2 separate regions of the Sus scrofa genome follow, and region 2 is linked to region 1. The links are chromatin contacts, called in public Hi-C maps. All regions are on one chromosome and are shown on one strand. Each heading gives the region's core, a stretch centred on a gene start, on an enhancer-like site or on the middle of the called end of the contact. The rest is flanking DNA. Distances are from core to core; before and after follow the strand shown.

Region 1 (5,142 bases), core at 739-3,238:
GGCCTTGCTCAGTAGGTTAGGGAACCAGTGTTGCCACAAGCTGTGTCTTAGGTTGCAGATGTGGCTTGGATCTGGTGTTGCTGTGATATAGGCTGGCAGCTGTAGCTCCTATTTGACCCCTAGCCTGGGAACATCCATATGCCACTGGTCTTGCCCTAAAAAGACAAACAAACAAACAAACAAGCAAACAAAAAAAACCTATGTAGATAAGCAGTGACAATGAGGGAGTGAAACACGACTTAAAACTCAAGAGGAGGATTGTAGTCTGTTCAAGGAGCAAAAGGAGTGGGCGAAATGAAACTGACAGCACTAACGGCCTGAAGCTAACCAGAACATGAGCTGGGACTTGAATTGACTCAACCCAGCCAAAACCCAGATTGGGACTTGAACCCACAGTTTTAAATTAGAATCACTTACCCTGTGTCTGGAGTCACTGAGGTTCAGGTTCTTCATGTCTCCGTGCAGAAGGAATTCAGGGAGAGACAAAGTAATAGGCAAGAAATAGATTTATTAAGATAGGACGCTTGTGAGAGAAGCAAGTGGGCAGGCGTGGAAGCTCTGCCCCCAGGATCCAGTGGGCTACAGTTTTATCATCCAAGGGGAGTGGGGGTCAGAAAAGACTACCTCTTCCTTTCTGGGAGTAGTAGCTCCTCCTTGGTATCAGGTGAGGTGTGTATTCAAATTAGCAGAAGACCGTCCTCAAACTCCTGCCCTTGGTCTGAAGCTGAATGCAGGCCTCATCCCATCCCCCACCTAACAAAATGAGGCATTTCTCACACCTCCATTAATCAAGCAAGCCTGCCTGTGCTGATGGCTTCCTTGAGCAGTCATTAACTTACAGTGATCAGGAGTTCCCGATGTGGGGCAGCAGAAACGAATCCGACTAGGAACCATGAGGTTGCGGGTTTGATCCCTGGCCTCACTCAGTGAGTTAAAGATCTGGCGTTGCCATGAGTTGTGGTGTAGGTCGCAGATGCGGCTCAGGTCCTGCTTTTCTGTGGCTGTGGTGTAGGCCAGCAGCTGTACACCACAGACTGGGAACCTCCATATGCCACAGATGCAGCCCTGAAAAGCAAAACAAACAAACAAACCCCAAAACCCAAATAACTTACAGTGATCTTCCAATGTCCCCTTATCTATGGTCCTTTATTGGAACTTCTAAAACTACCTGTGCCGACTCCATCCTATCAGAAAGATAGACTTTTAGAATCTGTAGGTTTCATGTTCTGTTAGGAGAGGCAGGATCTTGGTGAGACTGTATGAAATCTTGAAAAGACTTGCAGATAGCTTAAGGTCAGTTGGCATGATCACAAGTTATCCTCAATCTGTGATTTCCTTGTGCGTGTGGATGCATGATATCTAGCTCTGATTAGAAATAGTAATTAGAAGATGACCTCCTTCTGTTATAAGAGATTACTTGCTCCTGTGTGTGGAGCCCCAAGGACTGGCTGCACAATGTTTTGCTGTTCAGGTAATGGCTTCGACTGTCTTTTTTTTTTTTTTTTTTTGGTCTTTTTGTCTTTTCAGGACCACACCTGCGGCATATGGAGGTTCCCAGGCTAGGGGTCTAATTGGACCTGTAGCCTCTGACCTACACCACAGTCACAGCAGCGCCAGATCCTTAACCCGCTGAGCGAGGGCAGGGATCAAACCCGCAATTTCATGGTTCCTAGTCAGATTTGTTTCTGCTGCGCCATGACGGGATCGCCTGGCTTTGACTGTCTAAACTCAAGTCAGCTGTAGTGCAGACATGGCTGATCTTTCCCAGCCTTTACACAGTGTGCTTAGAAAAACTGGGCTTCTCTTCCAGGAAAGGAGTAGATGTTGATATTCAGCACTCCTCTCAGGACTGGCCACAAAGAATGAAGACGCAGGTCAAACTTATCCATCAGTCCTTCTGAACTGACCTTCCCTGGAGGTCTCCCAACTGCCCAGTTTAGTTCTCCTTCCTCCTTCCTCACTGTAAGGAATGTCTTCCCTCCATATCCACCAGGAGGAGTCAGAGAGCACGCCCGCCTCTGTGGAGCTGGAGGCCCTGCTTTGGAGGGGATCGTAAGACTCCTCCCACCTCCTTCCCCCGTCGGCATAAGCAGAGGTTAGCGAGCATCAAGTCTGTTTCCCAGAGCGGGGAGGAGGATAATGAGGGAAGGCAGACAGCATATCCAAATGCACTTCCAAAACGAAAATGATTTCTGTGACACATGGTGCTACTGAGGGAGAGGTGATGACAGCCTCCTCCCATTTCAGGAACAGCTCCCAGAGTTGTCTGTAGGCGGATTCACATGACACATTCTTAAGCCCGGTTCCATTCTGTGTTGTGTTTGCTCCTTGTTCACATTTTAGGAACAATGGATCTCTACATCTTTCTGAGTCTGATTCTCAATTGGTTGTCTAGCGGTATATCCAGGCTGCTTCACTTGCCAAGCATGTGTGCCAGTATTTATCCTTTTCGAGTCATGAAACCTCAGCAATCCAGCTTTACCGGTGCATGTGAGCTAGAATACTGAATTGTGTGAATGTTGCTACTTCAAGAGAATTGTAATTAGGAAGTTGGGTGTTCCTCACAATATTTTGAGGTGAAAATATACTAATGCATATTGCTGGAGGAAGTAATACTAGTGATGCAGATTTGCCTGATAACTATTCTAAATCCAATTTGCCTTTTTGTGAGATAAAATTTGGGCCGTGGCATTTTTTGATTGATGTGTCTATATGAGGAGGTTTTTGGCTTTTTAGTACTGCTGCTTTTCTGTTCTCACTCTGCTAAGAATCTTTGCCAACATTACCACTGACATTTGAGGAAGAGAATAGAGACAGTTTGGCTTCTTGTAAATTCTTCTGTTCCCTTGGTGATGTAAATAATTATGGAAGCATATAAAAAGTTTTTAGCAAATTCGAATCTGCTTTTGGAAAAGCAGGTTTGTTACCTGTGGTAAGGGCTACAGAAACAACCTCAGCAAGATATTCTGTTTCTCTTGAACGCACTGTAAGTTAGAAAATCTTCCTTGGAATGTAGGGCCTACTGAGATGCCCATTCCACACCGATATAAAACATACGTTTTATAGGGTTCAGTAAAGTTATGCAGGTGTGTGGTCAGTCAGAATAAATCTCTGCCATCTTCAGCTTTACTAGGAGAATCCTGCCCATTGGGCAGACCCAGAGCTGAGGAACTTGAAAGGAGGGGCTGAACCACCTAAAACTGAGTGATTCTTAATTGTGGAATCCTCCATCTGAGAGTTTTTTATGTGGGGGAAGAGGGCACTTCTCCCCTGGAAGAGGTCTCACTTGAATTGCACCCTCAGTACCATACATTTCACTTTGACTAGTCTAAACGTTCTTAATGTTCTTCAAGTTCCCCATCCCCCTTTCTCCTTCCTTCCTCACCACTTCCTCTTTCAGTCTTGGCAAATCCCCTCCCTCCCTTCTACCTCACAGGTAGAGATAAGACCTCTGTTGTTCATACCTGTGGGACTCAGTGAAGTTATTTCACTTCTCAGCGACTCTGTTTCCTTCATTGTAAAATGGGGATAACCACAGCACCTACCTTATGAGGTGGTTGTGAGGATGGAATGAGTTAATTTATAAGAGTCGTTTAGGCCAGTACTATAGCAAATGCCTACTAAATATTAGCTCTTAATATTACTGAGAACACGGAGGCCAATGACATGAAATCCATTACCCAAACTCCTCTCCACCTAAAAAAAAACCTCTGTCATTATCCCTCCCCCACCTCAGAGTAAGAGACTTGTCTTATTTCTTAAGTCCGTGTTCACCACCTCTGTCTTGATGCCATTCTCTCTTATCTCAAGGGAACTTTTTGAATGTATTTTCTTCCTCACAGTTTAAATTGATTGCTTTTTCTTATCCTCAAACACACTCAGGTCTCTCCTATTTTGAAAAAGGCCTCCCTCCATATGACCCCCATCTCTTTAAGCTACTGTCCCGTTTTCTTCCTCTTTTCACTGCCAAATACTGTGTGCCTCCATGTCTATGACTCACTCTCTCATTATTCCTCTGCCATCTGGCTCCTTCCCCCAACCCCCACTCTCACATGGCTGTGTCTGTGGTCATCCATCTCCAAATTTAAAAGACTTCTCTATTTTTTTTTTTTTTTTTTTTTTTTTTTTTTAGGGCTGCACATGCAGCATGTGGAAGCTCCCAGGCTAGGGGTCAAATAGCAGCTACAGCTGCTGGCCTACACCACAGCTCATGGCAACCCCAGATCCTTAACCCTCTGAGCAAGGCCAGGGATCAAACCCGCATCCTCATGGATCCTAGTCGGATTCGTTACCACTAAGCCACAACAGGAATTCCTCAAAGGACTTTTCTTGATTTCTGTCCTCTTTAGCCTCTTTGCCATGGTCAATTATCTGCTCTGAGGCATCTCCTCTCTTGGCCTATAGGTGCAAGTCTGTCGTGCTGCCTCTCCCTCCCTGTGGCCTCTCTGCCTTTATGGGTTTCATTTCTTTTCCTCTACTCTCCTTGGTTGCGGGCATAGAGGGACGTTCACTATGCAACTTCTTGATCTATCTCTGTCCTCTTACTCTTCCGTCTCCTTTGGGTCTTGTGCTTTACAGTTCTTTCTCTAAGTGTGGCTCCTGCATTGTTCTTTGTACTCACCTCTCCAATGTCACTCCTCAGGCATCACACTTGCTCTCATTCTGTGTTTTGGCCACGCTAGCCTTATTTTAGTTTCTTGATGGTGCTATGGCCTGTCTGACTTTTTTTTTTTTTTTTTTCAGTCTTTTCTAGTGCCGCTTCCAGCGGCATATGGAGGTTCCCAGGCTAGGGGTCCAATCGGAGCTACAGCTGCCAGCCTATGCCAGAGTCACAGCAAAGCGAGATCCGAGCCTCGTCTTCGACCTACACCACAGCTCACGGCAACGCCGGATCCCTTAACCCACTGAGCAAGGCCAGGGATTGAACTGCAACCTCATGGTTCCTAGTCGGATTCATTAACCACTGAGCCACAACGGGAACTCCTTTTAATCTTCATCTTAAAAAATTTTTATTTTACTGAAGTATAGTTGATATACAATGTTGTGTTAACTTCTGCTGTACAGCTAAGTGATTCAGTTATAGGTAGATACATGTATACTCTTTTTCATATTCTTTTCCACTATGGTTTATCACAGGATACC
Region 2 (5,142 bases), core at 1,344-3,843, 45 kb before region 1:
GGGACAGAAAGAGGAGTCCTAACTCTAAGAAAGCTGAAGCAAGCTATTTCCTAAGACTGCTAGAAGTTGCCATTGAGAAGTTCTGCTGCCATGGGCAGGTGGGTTTTCTTTCCTATTTTGTCTTTGTCTTCTCTCTTTTTCTTTTTTGGCTGCCCCTAGGCATGTGGAGTTTCCAGGCCAGCGATCAAATCCAAACAGCAGTTTTGACCTAAGATACAACTGGGGCAACTCCAGATCCTTAACCCGCTGTGCTGGGCCGGATATCGAATCTGAGTCCCAGTGCTCCCAGGATGCTGCCGATCCCATTGCACCACAGCAGGAACTCCTATCCTTGTCTTCTCTATATACCTGGCCTCCTAGGACAGTTGTGGATTATAAAAGGCAGAGATTGGGCAGATATGTATTTCACATGATGATGCCAAAGCCCAAGCTATCTCCACCCATAATAAGGGGCTGCTCTTGGCCCTTCCTCTCCCCTGGGAGAGATCATAGCTGGCTCTGGTTCTGTTCTGAGGACAGGAATTCCTGGGACAGCTGCTCATGCATTAGGTCAAATACATTTCCTGTAGATTTGATTAGTTTCCTTCCAAGCAATGCATTTACCAAAGGAAGGGAGATTTTTGCAGGCATGTATTTGCACAGGCAGCCAACCTCCTCCAGTCACACACACACACACACACACACACACACACACACACACACACACACACATATCTTCTCCCCATCCACCCACAAAGCGCCAGTCACATTTAGAGTTTGCACAAATGCACACCCTCCCTCATACATCACAATGCACACCCTCTCACCCACCTACACACCTCTTCCACAAAATCACACCTGCTCACATACCCTTAAAGTATATTCCCGGAGAGAGAGAAAGATGGGGGAGATGGGTAAGAAGAGTGGGTTGTGAGGGCTTGGGAAGGCAAGCACTCTATGTAGGAGCTGGAAAGTCAGAAGACCAGGAAGCCTCAGTTCTCCCTACCCTGCAAGTAGAAATGCTAAGAATTGAGATGCATTCAGTAGCAGGGATTGAGGAGGCAGGCAGTCAGGGCTCCAGGCCCCACATGGTCAGTGTGCTGCCCCAGGGTGACAGTGATGTGCCTCAGGCCTGCAGCTGAGGTAGGAAGTTTGTCAACTCTGTGAGTGGAGAATGCAGAGGTATCCATGACATGTGCCAGAAGCCCATTTTGCTTAATGGCAAAGGATGGTCCTTGGCCTGGGATTCTCATCAGAGTTCAGGAAATGATGAGGGGTGGGGCTGTGGAGATGAGGGAAGAAAAGGAAGTGAAAGGCAGGGGTTTGGGCTCTAGGTTCGACATCCTCTGGGAGAGGTCTTTTCAGTATCAGCCAGAGTCAACAGTTTCCTTTCCCTAGAAACTTGAAGTCCCCTCCAGAGAGGAGAGGTGGGGGGTGGGGGAGGACCTTGAGAAGTGTGGAGGGCTCAAGTGCAGGGCTGCAGCAGCCAAACTGCCGCAGTAGCTGGGGCCCCAGTGAATCTGGCTTCAGCCCCAGATTGTTGTCTGCCTGCCCTGATCCAACCAAGCCTAAGCTCAGAAGCTGTGGATTCTGGAACGGAGCAAGACTTTTCCTTTGGGAAAGAGTCCTGAAGCCAACCCACAGTGCCCAAGAAAATTGCTAAAGGAAGACACCCAGGCCCCGGCCATCCAGTTCTGACAGCCCTTCTCCCTGTGCTGCCACCAGGGGGCGCCCCCAGCTGGGTCCAAGGCTGCTGCCAGCACTGCTGTTGTTGTTATCATTAGTATAATTAATAAACAAGCACTGATGCTGGCCAAGAGGAGGAATAGGCAGGCCCTTGCTGCTCAGAAGGAGAATCCCTGGAAAGATCCAATGAGGCTGCAGAGAAATGGAAGTGTGGCGGTGGGGGATGCTGGGTGGCTTGTCTCTCCTCCCCACTCAAGACTTCTGGGAACAGCCTTCTGGAGTAGGCGCCAGGGGACCAGTAGAGGCAAGGGCAAGAGGAGGGGAACATTTGGTAGGCTGGATTTGGAACCAGTTCTGTATCTGCCTGACAGGATGTCTGTGGGCACAGCCACCCCCTTGATTACTCGCTGTGGGGCAGGCCAAGCTCTGAGGCAATTATTCATTCATTTAACAAGGCATCTGTCTGTTTACTTATGGAGTGCCTACTGTGTGCAAGGTGGACAACCAATAATAGCTAGTATTTTTCCTGGATATTGTGAGGGCATACCCAACTTTCACACCACATCCTGAGAGATGGAGGCTAGAAGCAGAGGAAGCAACTAGGAAGAATGAGCGCCCCAAAGAAACAGGCCACTGGGCTTTGACTTATGTACTGTAGCCGTGGGGATTGCAGATAAAACCTGAGAATTACCAAGATCTTGGAAAACTCAAGACGGAAGGCCCGAAGTCATGGAGATAAAGGGGTGGGAAATGGAGTATGCATAGGGGGAATATAGGTGAAAGGCTCATCAAAGAGGCATGAAAGTGTCCTAGTAGATCCAGTGGGGGGAGCACTGAGTCGCGACAATTTCAGGAGGCCCGATGGTTGGGAGTATTCAGGGGATTGAGGTACTTTCTGTCCTGAGAAGAGGATGCTGGGTTCTGGCATCAGAGTGTGGAGAAAAGTTGGGGTGCGCGGTAGAGGCTTCTAGCAAAATTTCGAAGGAAGGATCAGTGTGTTGGGTTTGAGAAGATGCTGGAGTGTATTTAGGGGAAGGAGGGGCGTGGCTGGGGTGCCCATCCAGAGGACCGAACCAGATCCTCGGATTCGGCATTGGGGTAGCTGGGCCAGGGGGTGCCAGCCGGGTCTGCGGAGGTCTGTGGGTGGAGGTCGGCTGGAGACCGTGCTGGCAGCCGCGGGTTTGGCGCTCGGAGCGAGCCGCCCGGGGCTCCGCGGGGGGGCGGTACGAGCTCGGGCTGCGGGCGGGCGGGCCGGGGAGGAGGCGGCGGCTCCGAGAACATGAATCAGCGGCGGCGGCGGCGGCGACGGCGGCGACGGCTGTGGAAGGAGCGCGGTGGCCCAGGAGCGGCCCCGGGGACCCTGTGCGGCTGACGGCCGCCGCGGCGACTCGCAGCGGGCGCGGGTCTCGGAGCGCGGCCCCAGCGCCGCCCCCCGCCCTCCCGCTGCCCTCCCCCACCTCGCCGCTCCTCCTCTCCTCCCTCCTCCCTCGTCGCTCGCGGGCCGGGCCCGGCATGGTGCGGCGTCGCCGCCGATGGCGCTGAGGCGGAGCATGGGGCGGTCGGGGCTCCTGCCGCTGCCGCTGCCGCCGCCGTCGCCGCCGCTGCTGCTGCTGCTGCTGCTGGCGGGTCTGGCCGCGCTGCTGCTCCCGGAGTCCGCGGCCGCAGGTAGGGGCTGGCTCGGGGGGACGGCGGAAAGCGGGGTCTGCGGAGGGGCGCGGCTGGGGTCGGAGCCCGGGGACAGCAGCCGGGCGAACCCCGGGCCTGGGCGGGCCGGAGATTTGGGCTGGGGGACCCAAGCTGGAAGGCCGAGGCTCGGGCACTGGGGGGAGGGGGCGCAGCCGGGTGTTCGCACCTGGATCTGTGGTCGGGGCCCCCGCCCCCAACTTTCTCGCGTCCGGGGCTCTTCTGTCGGGGTGGAAGGGAGAGGAGTAGGGCAGAGCGCTGAGTGGTCAGCGGGGGGTGTTTGGGACAGGATTTTCCCGCCTCGATGTTCCTAGTTGTTTGCTTTTCCCTCCCGGGACTGGGGACTCCATTCTGCCTGCCCCACACACGAAGGTCTCACTCTGAAGCCACAGGGGCTGGGGCTGAGCACCACAGGCACCCTTACATCATGTCGGTACAGGGGCTGTGAGATTACCTAGTCACAGAAAACACCTGGGCATACTCTAGTCCCTGTGCTCACTCCGAGCTTCCTGAAACCAAGCATGTTGGAGTGGCTGCACTGGTCTTTGCTTAGCCTTGCTTCCCACATAGCCACTGAGGCATTTGCCAGTGGCAGGAAGTGCTTCTTGTAGCACCCGGGATCCCCAAGTTCACATTACACACCCCTGGGACTGCTGGGCGGGTATCGGCTGTGAGGCTACCCCTCCTTGCCCTGTGCCTGGTTCTGAGAGGATGAAGGGGGTATGGAAGAGACAGGCCAGACCAGCAGCCACAGAACAAGCACCTTTTTTACAGACAGCACCCCCTGCCTTATCAGCACCTCAGGGTAGGAAAGGGTAGGCAACTGTGACTATTTCCAAGTGGAAAGGTGTGTATCTCAGAATCAGAGAGTCCAGGAATTTGCTTAGTTTCACACAGCCAAGGACGGGAAGAAGAAGCAAAATTGGATTTCAGCTCTGTGAATAGTTCACCTGCCCCTCTCCACTTAAAAACATGCTAGGAAACCAGGAGGGTGTGTGTGTGTGTGTGTGTGTGTGTATGTGTGTGTGTTCAAAGGGTGGCCTTCTGTTGGTGTGACAGTAGCTCAGGGGTCTTGGGCTCCCTCTTCAGGGCCCCTCCCCTCCCTTCTGCCTCCTACCTTCCTAGCACCCACCCCTGCACACATTCAGGTATTAATAGAGCGGATGGCTGCCAGGAAGGCTGCCATGTGTTTGATCTGACGTGGTTCTGCAGCCATATGTTCTCTGCTTCAGGGGAGCACCCCCTCCTTCCCTTCCTCAGCCTCCTTACACTTGAGAGGTGGGGTTCAGGGGGATGCCAGCAGCAGTGCAGGGTCTGGGCTCACCCCCTCGGGGGAAAGCTGGCTGCCTCTTGCACTGACTGGGTACAGTATCTGCCCCAGGTGTATGAGAGCGTCCCACTGTTGCAACCTGGCTTATTTTCCTTTTCTTGGTTGGGCCTGAACTTAACATCGCCCAGCAGGGAGGTATGGGGAAGAGGTCACTTCCTTATGGCTGGGAGGAACTTGGCCTTGGCAAAATGGTGCCAGGAGAGCTTGCCATGCTCTTTTCCTCAGCCCAGGTCCAGGCCACCTTCCCTCCTACACTGTCCTGCCTCTGCTTCCTTGGCCATTGGTTGAGAATGAGCCCTTCTGACACAGAACTTAAGTTCCGGAAGAAGATGGGGAATTTTTCCAGAAATGGGGTCCCTCCCAAGCAGAATGACACATTCTCCTTCCCACTTCTCAGGCCTGAAGCTCATGGGAGCCCCTGTGAAGCTGACAGTGTCCCAGGGGCAGCCGGTGAAGCTCAACTG

Evidence for each region. A called contact is a pair of places that touch in the nucleus more often than the background predicts.
Region 2: a Hi-C map of brain shows a contact between it and region 1, with 5 times the contacts expected there. The contact joins the promoter of TYRO3 here to the enhancer-like site in region 1. A contact is called at or near these places in 4 of 47 Hi-C or Micro-C datasets (brain, heart right ventricle, liver and 1 more) and 1 of 2 datasets of contacts at active chromatin or transcription factors (skeletal muscle).

Annotation. Positions count from the first base shown.
Region 1 is chr1:129,781,162-129,786,303 of Sscrofa11.1, reverse strand. No RefSeq gene overlaps it. Among named protein-coding and RNA genes, the nearest start is that of TYRO3, 46 kb to the left of the region's middle. Within about 2 kb of position 1,988, at least 28 of the 83 cell types and tissues checked have an H3K27ac peak or open chromatin away from gene starts, as enhancers often do. A contact at or near this core is called in brain and skeletal muscle, where this site is marked.
Region 2 is chr1:129,826,846-129,831,987 of Sscrofa11.1, reverse strand. TYRO3 (tyrosine-protein kinase receptor TYRO3) reads left to right here and starts at 2,593. Exons shown (of 19, transcript XM_021097401.1): 1 at 2,593-2,615; 2 at 5,076-5,142. The coding sequence starts at 5,087.